Linked DNA regions of Macaca mulatta: region 2 is linked to region 1. A link is a contact called in public Hi-C data. All regions are on one chromosome and are shown on one strand. Each heading gives the region's core, a stretch centred on a gene start, on an enhancer-like site or on the middle of the called end of the contact. The rest is flanking DNA. Distances are from core to core; before and after follow the strand shown. Region 1 overlaps LOC144341201 (a long non-coding RNA gene). Region 2 has its middle 21 kb from the start of FMOD.

Region 1 (7,685 bases), core at 2,387-4,886:
GTGAGCTCCAGTCCATTTAGAAGGCTGGTGTCAGGAACTGGCTCAAGTCATCCATTCCCTCCTGGTGATGCTGGGCAAATGCAGAACCAGAGCAAATGGAGCCAGCCTTTCTCGAAGGATTCCTCAATCTGTCAGACTGGGCTACAGAAATGCGTGACGTGCCGGGAAGTGTCAGGGAAAGTGTGGCTCAGGAGTGACCTGGATTGTAATCTTAGCTCTACCAGTTCTTAACAACATGTCCTTGGCAGGTCGCTTAAGCCCTGGCCTGTTCATCTGATACATGGAGATGATCATAGAACAATCCAGAGAGTTGCTGGGAGGAGCATACAGATGATGTGCTGTGCAATGACTAGGTCCAGGCAGATGCAACATAAACAGTAGCTCTTGCTATTACTGGGCAGCTGGGTGACTTCCCTGTCTACAGAAGGCATATTTACAATGGCCACTGTCTTCGTGCTCTTCTTCTTCACCCCGGTCAGCCCTGGGTCCTCTCACAAGCCCTTGCTATTCCTCAAGCCCTTCCATTATCACAGTGTCTCTCCAGTCAGGCAGGTGCCAAATAATCCATTGGGCTACAATTTGATTCAGTGACATTCTTTTTTCTTTTCTTTTCTTTTTTTCTGAGATAGAGTCTAGCTCTGTCGCCCAAGCTGGAGTGCAGTGGCATGATCTTGACTCACTGCAACCTCCACCTCCTGGGACTACAGGCACACACCATCATTCGTGGCTAATTTTTGTATTTTTTGTAGAGACGAGGTCTCACTGTGTTGCCCAGGCTGGTTTCTCAAACTCCTGGGCTCAAGCGATCTACCCGCCTTGGCCTCTCAAAGTGCTGGGATTACAAGCGTGAACACCGTGCCCCGCCAACTGAGTGCCATTCTTACCCTAAGGGTGCAGAGCGCTCAACTCGAGGGAGATGTTTTCTGGTTCTTAGAGTGGATTTGAAAATACTATATCTCACTTCCCTCAGCCACATGCCTTCCCTGAGTGACACGTTTCCCAGGTGACAGGTTTCCAAGTCTGGGGGACCTGAGACAACAGCCTGATACTGCCACTTGCCACAGTATGTGACCTTGGGCATGTTTTTTGCCCTTATGGAATCCCAGATTCCTTATGTGTCAATCGGGGCACATTCAGCCACAGAACTGGGAGAGGATCCCAGCGTTAAAGTGTCTAATGCCTGGCCCAGTGTGAGGAGGGACTCGGTAAGTGATAATTGTCTCATAGTCATGACACTGATGCTGGGTTTTATAAAGTTTCAAATTTAGAGATTTTACTGAGCCCATGGGAGAGAAAGATCAACTTCACAAACAGGGCTATGGGGCAGGTTCCCCGCAGGCGTCTGAAGCAGGTTGGCTGAGTCCCTCCGCTCCTTGGCCTCAGCTCTGTCTCTGATCCCGCTAGTATGAACTGCTGGTGGAGAAGGGGGAGATGGAGGAGGACGCTCCCAGAGTGATCTGCTTCCCCCATTTCCTGCAGACTGGTTTCTTACCTGGAGACCTGAGGGACCAAGGAACTGAGGCCAGAGCTGCCCAGAGGAATCTGAAGATTTGGGGTTGGTGGGTGGAGAAGAGGGTGTGGGGTGCTGCTTGGGCCAGGAGGATGGAAGCCTTTTGGAAGAGCCTTTCTTCCCCCCAGATGGCCCCTTCCTAACCTCTACCCTGCCCACACTCTCTACACAATCCTCTGAAGGAGAGAGGCAGCCCCCAAACTGGTCTTCTTGAAGATACCCCAATTCAGGTTCACCCTCCAAGAAAGCACACTCCTAAGAAAGCCAACTCTATCCATGCTCTGGTTGGAAGCCTGCTGTGGATGACATGAACACGAACCAGCCTTAGAACATCAGGATCCCCCAAACTGTGCTGCACACACAGCTCACGGATGTCCTTCACAGCTGCCATTTCCATCCCTGCTCATCACCATCCTGTGGGTTAGCAGAGCAAATGTTTCTATTCCCATTTTACAGACCAGGGAACTGGGTCCCAGGAAGGAAGGGGCCTGCTGAGGTCACACGGCCTATCCTTCACACTAGAGTACATGGAGAACAGGACTTGTGTCTCCCAGGGTGGCCCCTGATGAGCCGAGGGCCCAGGAGGGGTTTGGCTGACTCGAGTGCTCAGTTCAGCTGCCTGGTGAGATGTACCAAGTCCTAGTACTTTAGAAGGGTGGGAGACAGCCAGTGCCTGGAAACAGCACCCTGGCCGCCCCCAGCCAGGCCCTGACCTGCTGGATGGGGCTCAGACTCAGGAAGAGCTGCTGGAAACCTAAGTTCCCCCTTGGCTAGGAATGGAAGGGTTTGGAAGCACTTGGGGAAGAACCTGCCCTCAGTACTTACCTGTGGGAGTCTGGGGTTTCCCTCTGTTTCCTTGTCCCTCTGGGTTTTTGCGTTACTTTGTTTTTGGTTTTCTTTTTCTTTTTCTCCAGGGCTGACAATAAAAGGGGAGGCAGTGGTATGAATTTCTGAGCTGGAAATCTGGAAGGGGAACTGAGCTAGACTCTGATGTGTATCACATTAATCCTGTGTAACATTTCTCACAGATCTGCCCGTGCTGTGTCTTTGAAAATTGTCATGGCTAGCCAAGGTGGGTGGATCACCTGAGGTCAGGAGTTCAAGACCAGCCTGGCCAACATGGTGAAACCAAACCTCATCTCTACTAAAAATACAAAATTCAGCCAGGCATGGTGGCGTGTGCCTGTAATCCCAGCTACTCGGGAGGCTGAGGCAGGAGAATCGCTTGAACCTGGGAGGTGGAGTTTGCAGTGAGCCAAAATCGCATCACTGCACTCTAGCCTGGGCGACAGAGTGAGACTCTGTCTCGAAAAATAGAAAAAAAAAATTGTCATGGTTCGAACCCATACTTGGGGGCTCCATCTCTGTCTCTGACTGTCTATCTGCCTCTGCCTCCCTCTGTCTCTGCCCATTTCCTGTGTCTGTCTTTGTCTCTACGTGTGTGTGTGTACAAATACATATATGTGTATGTGTGTGTGTGTATATATATACACACATATATATATATATTCTGTCTTTCTCTGTTGCTATCTCTCCCCTGACCAATCTGATCTGAAGGATCACAGAGCTGGATGGGACAAGGGTCACCATCTCATCCATTCACAGCCTTTTATCAAGATGGTCTGTGAACCATTGGATGTGGGTTAGGTTTTGAAACAAACTTCCCCTTTCCGCCCCACTGGGGCATCAGTTCATGCTCAGCTTGGGTTTAACAGTCTCCAAATTTCCTCCTTGAGCCAAATTCTCACCCTTCCTGCTGCCGTTTGGACACTTGCTTTGGTGTCCTGTGGGGAGTAATGATAAGGCAGAGGTCACAGTCCTGGCCCCCACCCAGCCTTGCCTGCGGCCAGTGAAACTGGTGTTTGCCGGGGCGGTCCTGGCCAGGAGAGAGGAGGAGGGGCAGAGGCAGCTGGGCAGTGTGAGCAAGATGCCGCGGGGGCCCGGGGGAGACTGCAGCCAAGTGCTGTGTCTGAGGATATTTATAGACGGACACACAGAGAGACACACACGCAGGGACGGAGTACGGTTTGTTTCCTGGAAACGTGGACTGTTCTCTCAGTCCTACCAGATTTCCGAGGGAGTGTCATGCTGAAATAGGGAAAACTGTGTCCGCTGTCTGGTGTCCACCCTCCACAGGAGAGATCTGATTGGCTCCACTCCCCCTTGGTAACTGCAGCGACTGCCCCTGGCCTGGGGAAGCCCTTTCCAGGCATTCCTGACTGCCCTGCTCATTTCTCTGTCTCATCTCACCTCCCAGGCCTCCTCGAGCTGCTCCCGCAACAAGACACTGCACCAGTGCTTGCCCTTCTTGGGGCCTTGCCTCTGCCCCTCCTGGCCTTTGCACACACAGCTCCGTCTGCCAGGAATGCTTTTCCATCCATTCCTACCCTTCTGGCAAAGCCCTGCTCATCATCTGCCCACACGTCACCTCCTCTGAGGGGTCTTTTCTCACCTCTCCTCTGAGAGCTTAGGACTTTGCACGGTTATATCGCTGTTGTTATTTCTTTCTTTTTTTTTTTTTTTTTTTTTTTGAGACGGAGTCTCGCTCTGTCGCCCAGGCTGGAGTGCAGTGGCGCAATCTCGGCTCACTGCAAGCTCCGCCTCCCGGTTTCACGCCATTCTCCTGCCTCAGACTCCCGAGTAGCTGGGACTACAGGCGCCCGCCCCTGCGCCCGGCTAATTTTTTCTATTTTTAGTAGAGACGGGGTTTCACCATGGTCTCGATCTCCTGACCTTGTGATCCGCCCACCTCAGCCTCCCAAAGTGCTGGGATTACAGGCGTGAGCCACCACGCCCGGCCCGCTGTTGTTATTTCTATTTACCTCTGTCTCCGCCTCCAAACCGTAAATTCCTCAAAGTCAAGGACTTTCTCTTACTCATCTTTGCATCCTCAACATGTAGACCAGTTCCTGAAGCAGAGCTGATGAGCAATGGAGAATTGTTGAATGAATAGATGAGATTTTTACAGCGTAGCTGCTAAGAGTTCAAGGTCCGTGTTCAGTGGAAGATTTGGTTTAAATACCAGCTCTATGTGAACTTAACCTGGAATTAGAAAACAAAACAAAACAAAAACCAAAAATAAATAAATAAATGCCAGAGCTCTGTCTCTTGCTAGCTGTGTGATTTTTCCAGTCACTTGGCCTCTCTAAGTGATTCCACGTCTATAAAGTGGGCTATAACAATAGAACCTTGCAAAGGCCCGGTGCAGTGACTCACGACGAATCCCAGCACTTTGGGAGGCAGAGGCGGGCGAATCACAAGATCAGGAGATTGAGACCGTCCTGCCTAACACGGTGAAACCCTGTCTCTACTAAAAATATAAAAAATTAGTCAGGCACGGTGGCAGACGCCTGTAGTCCCAGCTACTCGGAGGCCGAGGCAGGAGAATGGCGTGAACCCAGGAGGCGGAGGTTGCAGTGAGCCCAGATCGCGCCACTGCACTCCAGCCTGGGCTACAGAGTGAGACTCCATCTCAAAAAAAAAAAAAAAAAGAAAAAAGAAAAATGCAGTAGAACCTTGCTTATGTGATTAACGTAAAATTTTAACGACATTACATATTCACATAGTTATTCACATAGTGCCTGGCACACATAGGTTTTTCTCACAACCCACATTTTGTCAGCCAACCCTGTAGATTCCTCCTTTAAAATGTCCAGTCTCTTCTTACCTTCCAACTGCCAACAACCCAAACCAAACCACCACCGTTTCCCACTGACACCCAGCTCTCACTTATTTCCAGCACAGCTGTCAGAAACAGTCTCTTAAAAATATGTCACATCATCTGACTCCTCTGCCAAAATTCTCCTCGGCCGCTCCTTCTCGCTAAGAGGAAAAGCCCAGGTCCTCATCATTCTCATCATGGCCTATGACGCCCTTTAAGGTGGTGTCCCCCACCACCTCTGACTCCACCTCTTTGCTTTCTCCCCTGCTCTCCTGTCTCCAGCCGCATGCCACTCTGCCCCAGTGCCTTTCTATGTGCCATTCCTCAGCTTGGAATTCTATTCCTTCAGAATCCTCATGCCTCCCTCAAAGGCTACTTTCTCCATGAGGCCCTCCCTGGCTGTCCAATCTAAACTTTCAATCATATGCTCGCTGTTGACACCACCTTCTTTTTTTTTTTTTTTTTTTTGAGATGGAGTCTCGCTCTTGTTGCCCAGGCTGGAGTGCAGTGGTGGGATCTCAGTTCACTGCAGCCTCCGCCTCCCAGGTTCAAGCGATTCTTCTGCCTCAGCCTCCCGAGTAGCTTGGACTATAGGCATGTGCCACCATGCCCAGATACTTTTTTGCATTTTTAGTAGAGATGGGGTTTCATGATGTTGGTTAGGCTTGTCTTGAACTCCTGACCTCAAGCAATCCACCTGCTTTGGCCTTCCAAAGTGCTTCTTACAGGCATAAGCCATCACACCTGGCCTCACTATTGGCACCTTCTATCCCACTTTGCTGCTGGATTATTTCACATTAGCCTTTATCACTAATAGTATTTATCATTAATAAATACCATTAATATCTATCAATAGTAAATATCATTAATGTTTTAGGTATTTCCTTATTTACCGTCTGTCTTCCCTAGTAGCATATAAACTTCAAGGGAGCAGGGGTTTTTGCCTGTCCATGTTCGTTGCCGTATCCCTAGCATGTAGAACAGTCCGGCATGAATGAGTACTCAGTAAATACTTTGTTGAATAAGTAGATCAGATCTGGGAAGTTTTGCTAGAGTATATTTCCCTCTGTTTACAAGAATTTGGTGCCCTGAGACTGTGAAGAGGAGAGCTTATACTGATGTAAAATACGAAAACGTAGCATCCCAGAGATCTGGGTGGGGCTCGGTCACTCCTCCTTGCCCCTGGGCAGTCAGAACTGACTCAGGAGGCAGAACCCCAAAGCGTGCTTCTGCCTCAGACTGGATTTTCCCCTCCTTCCAGCCCAGCCCAGCTGCCTCCAGTAGAGGGCTTGGCTGGGAACTTCAAGCTTGTCCTTTTCTCTGGAAAGGATGAGCACTGGGCCTCCACCCTTGGAAGAGGCAGTGGCAGGTGAAGATGACCCACAGCTGAACGGCTGCTAGCTGGCTTTCATTCAGTTTTCTTGGGATTCCCACAGGGCCTTCCTAGGGAAAAAAAATCAACGCCATCCTCCTTGGACTTGGTTTTCCAAGAAAGCAATGCTCTTCGCTGGGCATGGTAGCTCACGCCTGTAATCCCGGCACTTTGGAAGGCCAAGGCAGGAGAGAATCACCTGAGCCCAGGAGTTCGAGACTAGACAGGGAATCATAGGGAGATCCCGTCTCCACACATAATTAAAATAAAATAAAATAAAATAAAATAAAATAAAATAAAATAAATTAGTGGGGCATGGGGTAGCGTGCACCTGTAGTCCTCACTACTCAGGAAGCATCCGTCTTGTCTCTCCAGATAAACTGAGCATTTGCTGACAGCACAGACCCTGTTTTATTCACCTTCGTTTGCCAGTACTTTAGAGCATGGTAGTTGCTCAGTAAGTTTTTATGGCTTTAAGGAAAAGCACATGGAACACAATTATGCTCAGGGCTTGGTGTGTGCTAGAAGCTGGAGAGGGGTTAACCAGTGAGTTTTCCTTAAAGTGAAGATCTATGATACGGGGATTAGCCATGGATGGGAGGACTACACAGCAACATGCCTTGAGGTTGGAGCCCAGCTGCCTGCCTGCGTAACACGAGCTGCCTCTGTAACACGAGCTGACTTACTAAGTTAACTGTGGGCTAAGTGTTGGTCTAGGCATTCCACAGAGTATCTCACTTAATTCTCATAGCATGTTGAGGTAGGGACTGTTGTTACACATATCACGTGCATATCAGGGGCTGTGCTGTTTGCGGGGGTAAAGGCTATGAAGCAGTTGGCGCAGACGCCACGCATGTATGTTGAAGGTAAAGGGAGGAGTCAGGAAGAGGGACTTCATCGACATGGAAACCTCAGCAAGTGACACATGAGGTAGCACGTGCTTTTCAGAGCAGACAAGCCTGGTGCCTTCAATCCTAACACCATTGGTATCAAGCTGCACAGGGTCTCAGAAACATCCTTCAGGATTCCCCAGTCCCTGGAAGTTCAAACTTCAAAAGCCCACCCTAGGAGTCAAGGGTCCCAGCCCTGTGAACATTTGTCTGATGTGCTGCCTATTATTGGTCCAGTCAGCCAGCTTTCTT
Region 2 (7,685 bases), core at 3,715-6,214, 50 kb after region 1:
TCATTGCCATTCATCCTAATGTTAAGTGATGTTTTAAAAACCTGCTGAGTTCTTATAGCAAGAAGCCACTGCTCCCTCCCACTGTGTGTATTCCATGGGTTTCTTTTTTGTGCATATGTCATATTTCAACTAAAATATAAGGTCCTAGAGATCACCTCTGATGTTGCCCAACATTCACACAGCATCTGCATCTAACACAGTACCTGGGAATGAAGCTGAAGCCAGAGGGACTGAGGAGACCAGATAGTCTAGACTTTTTAGGGAAGCCTCTCTTTTACCTTTGCCTCGCTCCAATTGGAGAAATCCCAGTTCAATACAGACTGGCCAGCTAGATGGGTTGCGTCATCCTAATCAGGAATTTCAGCTGCTGACTTCCCAGCCCTGGTACAAAACACAGGAACTCCTTGTATCCATTGTGACCCACTTCCTTTCTTACTGGAGCCTGCTCAGGGTGGAGGCTTAGGTCTCAGTGGCTTCTCTTGTTTTCACAAAAGGAAAATAATCGCTGTCATAATTACTGCTTGACCAATAGGCTTCTCCTGTGACACCTCCCCAGGGGAAAGAAAATGGAGCACTGATTGTTTCCTAGGATGAGATTCAAAGATATCCAGGAGGGTGGAACAGGATGTAAAAGCACTTGTTGAGATTATGGTGTTATTTGAATGTGAGGGATTGATGTGGATCCATGCTGGCCTTGGAGTCCAAAGGTTGTTATCTGGGTCTAGCATGGGGCCAGCTGCAACTGGCAGCTTGAAACCCATTTTTTATGGTTTTGAGGTTTCAGCCATCAGTCTGGCAGGCAAGTAATGAGTGTCCTGCAGTAAGTGCCCTCTTATGGGCAGAGACAGGACCCTTCGAGAAGCACAGGGAGAGAGGAGAGCAGAGGAGAAAGAACAGGGATTGGTCTGCAGTGTTGCCAGTCCAAAGGAGGTGACAGGAAAATTATATATCAAAGTACCTAAAACACTAACTACATGGGATTGAATGCAAACTAATGGAATTACATAGAATGACCTACATCAGTGCTCGGATGTTAGGTACACAAGTGGAAATGATCAGAGATGGGTGAGGTTAGCTTGAGCAAGGATTGGGAAAGACAGATATTTCAAGAAATGCCTTTGCAGCTAGCATGTCTTTACTACCTTATTTATGCCCAGGAGAAGACATTCCAACCACTTCTGGGCACTGGCACTTTGGCCAACACAAACAACAGGAGGTCAGGTGGGTGGGCAGAAGAGCAGGGCATGAGGCCAGTTAGGAGAGGGTCAAGTGCTGTTCCCTGTGTTCTCTGGGTAGCCACTTTGCTCCCCCATGCTTCCTATCCTCCCCTGACACCAGCATCACCAGCTTAGCCCTCTGCAGAAAGAACAGCAGCAGCATTTAGCCTAGAAGAAAGCATGCCTATGGCCTCAGAATCATGACTTTACTAAACCTTTGATTAAGACATAGGGATGACTCCCTTTTATTCTGAATGTATTGACCTCAATAAACAAACTCTTAGCACCTTAGCCCAGAGTTCCCCTTAAATCCTCCCAAGTCAGGCTAGATTGATGGAAGGCAGAGGGAGAAGGGAGACAAAAATCTGAGATTCAGGAGGTTGCAGGGAGGACACTAGCCTTAGCTCAGCCTCCACCCCTACTCTCTAAAAAAAGATCTCTGCACAGCCTTAGACCTTTCTAGTCTCAGTTGCCTCATGAAATAATAGATGTGAAGTACTTTGAACTACGTTTAAAGTGCCATGCCCACCCCACTTCCTGGGAGATGTGGCTGTGGGGAACTTGAGAGCCTTGCGCAGCTTCTCCTGTTTACCAGGCACTGGATTGGGCATCAGCTTGCTCTCTACCACACTAGGAGGTAGGGCAGTGGGGGTTCTTAACTCCCCAGTTTACAGAGAGGAAACTAGAACTCGGAAAACCCAGATGACTTGCCCAGAGTTACACAACACGCAGACGGTGAGCTGAGACTGGAAGCTGAGTTTTCTGACTCCTGGCCCATTCCTAGCTTCTTAATGTTTGTGGGAATGTGTGGATGATTTTAATACAATCCCATTCTGGAACAACTCAAACTTTATCATTAAACTGCAGAGCACCCAGATCCCACCATTCCCCACCTGTCCCGGAGGCCTTGGATTTTCCACTTAGACCCATTTCTGAAGAGGTGAAACAATGCTGGTCAGGGATGTTTGCCTGATGAAAGCCTCAAAGTACAAAGTCCCGAATTACTGCTGCTGCCCCAAACTGAAGTCTTCCTTCCCAGGGGCCCCGGCTCTGCGCAGAGCTGGCCAGAAGCTGAGGAGGAGCGTGGGGGCAGAGCTTCCCCAAAGGAGGACAGATGGGCAGGCTGGCCGCAGTGCCCGTGCTTTCAACACACTTTTGTTTTCCAGCCAAACACGCAGCATCAGTTCCCCTCTCACCTCCCGCTCCCTAGCAACCCACCCTCTAGCCCCCATCCTGCCTTCGGGTTGGCCCTGAGATGCTGATGGGCTCTAGAGGGACTGGGGTCTTTCTCCTTTATGACTTGGGAGAAGGATGAAAGGAAGCTTGCAACTGGTGTGGGGCAACTGTTGCCATCTGTCTGGTGGGACGTCACCAGGGAAGGTCTCGCCCATTCACTCCTTCACGCACCGCTGGGCTTGGGCCTTTTGTTTGGTTGGCTGGGGAGGGGGGCTGCTGTAGTGGAGGGAGGCCGCGGGTGAGAGAAGCAGCTTCTTTGTGTCTGGACCAAACTTTCAGTGACTCACCAGGTTAATTTGCATGAGGATGCTGCCCAAGCCCCAAACCACTCAAGTGACACCCCCTCCCCACTTCACAAACTCTCCCCCTCCTCCTTTGGTCACACAGCTCCCCAGAGTCAGAGGGAGATGCTCTGGCTCCTGCATTGGGATGAGGAGCAGGCCAAGCCTCTGGGTCCTCTCTCTCCACCCTCGTCCCTGTCCCTTTCCCAGTGTGAGTTGGATCTGGTGTCCTCCTCCCTCCCCACCCCTAGCCTGGAAGAGCTGACATCCAAAGTCCTGCTTCCTCCTTACAGTTCTGTTCTTTATGTTTGCTTTTTTCTGTGCACTAGGCCTGGCAGGCGGAGGGGCCAAAGCCAGAGAAAAGACCCATTAGCCACCGCCCGGCAGCTGGGCAGGAAAAGAAAGGAACTGAATAGAGGCGGTGGGGTTGGCAGACCTCCAGCCCAGCTCCTGGTCTTTGAATAAACACCCCAGCCAGGGGCTGGGGATCAGTGTGGGGAGGCTTTGGGGCGTTTCATTATTTAAAGGTCTCTATTCTATGAGCTAAGTCCCTTGGGAAGGGGGAGGACAAGCAGATGGTGTGCCCCAGGAGCTGGGAAACGGGTGCAGGGTGCAGGGTGGGGTGGAGGATGGGAGTAGGGGAGACTGAACCAGAGGCAGGGCTCAGAGAGTAAGAGCATGGGGGAATGGGAAGTGAAACAGCGGACTGCCCTCCTGACCCAAGCAGCGCCCTGAAAATAGCCTTTCCCAACACCAGCTGGGGGCAGGTTCTCAGCCTCTTCTTCCTGTACCCCTTAACACCATTCCCCAGCTTCAAAGTTGGTGTCTGTCCTAAGCGAGATCCATTTTGAAAACATACAACAAAGCTGTGAAGTTTGGGGGATGAATAGTTCACCTTTCTCCTGGCTCTGAGGCACGCTCCAGGCTGGTCCAGGGGATCAGCACTGCACAGATGGGAGGATTTTCTCTGGCTCCATTTTTTTTTTTTTTTTTTTTTTTTTGCATAGTGGTGAAATTCATCTATAAAATTCAGCATTTTATCTGTGTTCATTTTGAGTGGTGAAGCCACACGGGGAATCTCTCGGGAGTCTGGAGAAGTCTTGAGAGTCCTAAGGACCTTAACTGAAAGTCCTGCTCTTGGGTGGGGGGCATGTGGTGTTTCAAAAAGGCAACCATCCTAGCCTTTTCCTTTGGCAATATAGCGGGAAAGTCCACATCTTCTAGAGCAAAGTCAGACGGGTTTCCCAGGTGGAAACAGACTACCTAGATACAGCTAGCTCTGTGACAACAGGCAAGTTACCTAACTTCTCACTGCTTGTTTTTTCAACCTTAAGATCGGATAAAAGTAGTTCCTAGTTGGTATTGTTGGGAGGATTGATTTTTGTGAGGTGCTCAGAAGGGTACCCAGCTCTTAGTACACAATAAATGTGATTAAATATTATTATGGCCATTACTAGAACAGGAGGCATTTATCTAGGTTACACAATGGAAACTGAGAGAAACAGGATTGGGGAATTGAGTATGAGGCCAAAGGAGAATGTGTGAGGGGTAGACTTGCCTCCGCCCTTTCTCCCTTGTGTAACTGGGTTATGGTTGGAAAAGTGAGACCCTACCGTCCAGACCCTTGCTTTGTGGCGGTTTGGGCATTATTGTTACACGGGGAGAAGGTATGCGATTTACGTCTTCGGCTTCCCGGGGCCCTTTTCACTCTCTCATTAGCCCCTCCGGGCCTGCGAGGTCAGCTGGTCCCTTTTGGGGCACACACTGCAAGACAGCACTGTCTTCAGGTCATAGTCTGGTCTGCCTCAGAAGTTAGTTGGGTGTTTTTTGCACCTTCTCACGTTCGCAGGTCCCTCTTCCTCAATATGCTTGGTGGTGAGGGTAAGGGGACAACGGCAATGCCTTTCAACCCGGGACCGCTTCGGCCATGGCGATCCCACACCGGCTGCCTGGAGTTAAACCTGCCCGGCAAGGAAGCTTCGGGGAGGAGGGAGACAGCGCCGGCTGGGCGTGCGAAGGCAAGCAGGTGACTGGCTCCCTCCCTCCCGGATATGGGCCCTCGGCCTCTCACCCCCCAGCCACCCACCCACGTCCCTCAATCCCCACGAGCAGCTGGCTGGGACCTGAAAGCGCCACCAAACGCCCTCACAAGTCTGCTTTCTTCGCCGGGCAACAGCGGGCGCGCAGCAGCCTCCTCCCGCTCTGGCGAATCCCCACCTTGGCAACAAGCTGCTGATTGGCTGGCTCAGGGGCGGCGCGGGCCAATCCAAGCCCTGCCTGAAGCCGCGGTGTTTGGCCGAAAAGTATTAAGGAAAAAAAAAAAAAAAAAGAAAGAAAGAAAAAAAAAAGGTGGGGCCGGGCGCTAGGTGGCTTCCCAGCGCAGTTGCTCCCCCGGCGGCGGTAGAGAATGGGGCCTTTCAGAGAAGTGGGAGGCGGGGAAGAGGCGAGGCGTGGCGACCGCTGGGCTTGGGCCTTCTCGCCACCTGCCGCCGGAGCTCAGGTCCCTAAAACCTCGAAGGCGTCCCCGCTTCTCAGGCCCTCCTCGCAGCTTGAGCGACTGCAGGGCCCCGCCCGGCGCTTCTTGAGCAATCTGGAAGTTCGGGGGTGAACCTCTGGCCCTTTCCCGTCCTCCCTCCAGAGTCCCTCAGGCTTTGGGAATTGATTTCCCCAAGTTCGGGCTCAGGCCCTCTTCATTTTCTTCTCGTGCCTCTGCGTGCTCGCGCCCTCCTGTGGGCCCAGTTACTTGATCTCTGTCTGCCATCGCCAATCGGCCATCCTCTAAAACCAGATTAACCACCCCCTCCATTGTACTGTGGCCACGGGCGCCAGCCTCAGCCTCTAAGACAGCATGCAGTTCCCCAGCACGTACATTGTAAACTTCGTTTAACGAATCTTGAATGATGTTGTTCCCTTGCCCCAGGACGCAGAAGCACACACACACCTACAAACTCAAAGAATTCGGCACAGTAGCAGCGAGATTTAGACTCAAGAGACAGGTGACCATGAATCGACCCTAGCCTCTGCCACTTTCTGGCTGTGTTAGTTTGAGCAGTTACTTAACCTCTCCGAGTCTCAGTTTTCTCCTATGAAAAATACTAATGATAATAATGGCACTATCTCCTAGCATTATTGTGACAAAATGCCTCATAATTGCCTAATAAATGCTGATATTATTTTAGGTATTAATAACAAATGAATGAGCATTTCTTTCTCATATTTTACCTCAGCTCACCATTCTTGATTTAGGTGCTGGGGATAGCACTAGATCCTAAGGACATTTAAAGTCCTATTAGTAAAGTAATTTGAGACTCAGAATACAACGTGGTATGGTTTCAAGGCCCTGGGATGGGTCCTGCGTTTAGCTCCTAGATTTTTGCTAAGGGAGAAATCTCTTGGCAAGACTGAATTTCCATTTTCTTCAAGGTCTTTTCTTCAAATTTCCACCTCTCAAAAATTTTTAGAACAGCATCACGCAAGGACTTACAACTCCCTTTTTAATAGGATTTAACTTTCTGCTTTTGTTAGGTAGAGCATTCCATAAATGTTCTCTCCGTATATGCACATTAACACTAAGATGGGCTTGTATGTTTTCCCCAAATCTCTTTCCTGAAGTATTTTCTTGTCACCTGGAGACTCACCCCTTCTGCATTCTCTTGCCTGCCAGAAACATACCACATGCTGATACATACATTATCTTCAGTGAACATGGAGACTGGCTGTTCAGTGCTTACAGACCCCTGGCTGCTGTCCAGTTCTATCACCTGCTGGGCTTGGTTGATGTTTCACATTGTTAAGAACAAAAGCAGTGATGCGTCTGGGGCATTTCAGTGACGCCTGACGGCGGGGTCAGGGAGGAGGGTAAGGAACACAGAGAGACGGGATACAGTTCAATGGGGAGCCAGTAAGACTGGGGTTCCGTCTTGAGTCTGGGCCTTTAGGGAGACAAGTCAATTAAGCTTGCTGGGTCCCAGTTACCCTGTCTGTAAAGTAGGGTGTCTCATACCTGTCTCCTTCCTGCATAGATGTGTCAGGGAAAGAAATGTCATAGAAGTGAAAGCACTTTATATTTTCTGGGTTAAAAAAAAAAAGGTGTGGCGTGGCGCCGGGCGCGGTGGCTCACGCCTGTAATCCCAGCACTCTGGGAGGCTGAGGCGGGCAGATCACGAGGTCAGGAAATCGAGACCATCCTGGCTAACATGGTGAAACCCCGTTTCTACTAAAAATACAAAAAATTAGCTGGGCGTGGTGGTGGGCACCGGTAGTCCCAGCTACTTGGGAGGCTGAGGCAGGAGAATGGCGTGAACCCAGGAGGCGGAGCTTGCAGCGAGCAGGTATTGTGCCACTGCGCTCCAGCCTGGGTGACAAGAGTGAGACTCCATCTCAAAAACATAAAAAAATAAAATAAAAAATGTGTGTGGTAGGGGTGGGTGTGTAATGGGCTGTTAAATCCATTTCATGCCACTCTTCATTGGTCCCCAAATAATATGATTCCACAGGTGTCATTAAAAACTTATGAATGCAGCTCTGTGTTAACTGTTGGGGAGTATTAGCAGGAATCATATGATATGATCCCTATCTTTAAAGAATTTACAGTCTAACCAGGTTGCTTAACTAACACATGAAACATTGATGTGCGGCACTACTGTGGTTTCTAACAATGGTTCCTCAACCTATTCAGTTCTGTCCTGCAATGAAAGGATCATCTGGCGATGTGACAGTAGAGCCAATCAGCGGATGTACCTCACCCCAACCAGCACAAGTGCTGGCCCCTTACCTCTCCCTTTCTGTCGTTTCAGTGTTACAAACCATCCTTGCTGCTGCCTTCAGTGTTCATGAACCATGGCCTGATGCTTTGAGTCCTAGGCTTGGGATGATAGTGCATTCACTCAGCCTGCTCTCCTCCTCACCCTTGATGCTGCCCTTCACCTGCAGTCACGCAGTGCCTGTTCCT

The links. A called contact is a pair of places that touch in the nucleus more often than the background predicts.
Region 2: a contact with region 1 is called in a Hi-C map of fetal cortical plate, with 2.2 times the contacts expected there. The contact joins two enhancer-like sites. A contact is called at or near these places in 9 of 14 Hi-C or Micro-C datasets (CD4 T cells, blood, cortical neurons and 5 more).

Annotation. Positions count from the first base shown.
Region 1 is chr1:61,011,510-61,019,194 of T2T-MMU8v2.0, forward strand. LOC144341201 (a long non-coding RNA gene) reads left to right here. Exons shown (of 2, transcript XR_013417986.1): 2 at 1-375. Among named protein-coding and RNA genes, the nearest start is that of BTG2, 28 kb to the right of the region's middle. Within about 2 kb of position 3,637, at least 17 of the 40 cell types and tissues checked have an H3K27ac peak or open chromatin away from gene starts, as enhancers often do. A contact at or near this core is called in fetal cortical plate, where this site is marked.
Region 2 is chr1:61,060,012-61,067,696 of T2T-MMU8v2.0, forward strand. No RefSeq gene overlaps it. Among named protein-coding and RNA genes, the nearest start is that of FMOD, 21 kb to the right of the region's middle. Within about 2 kb of position 4,965, at least 20 of the 40 cell types and tissues checked have an H3K27ac peak or open chromatin away from gene starts, as enhancers often do. A contact at or near this core is called in fetal cortical plate, where this site is marked.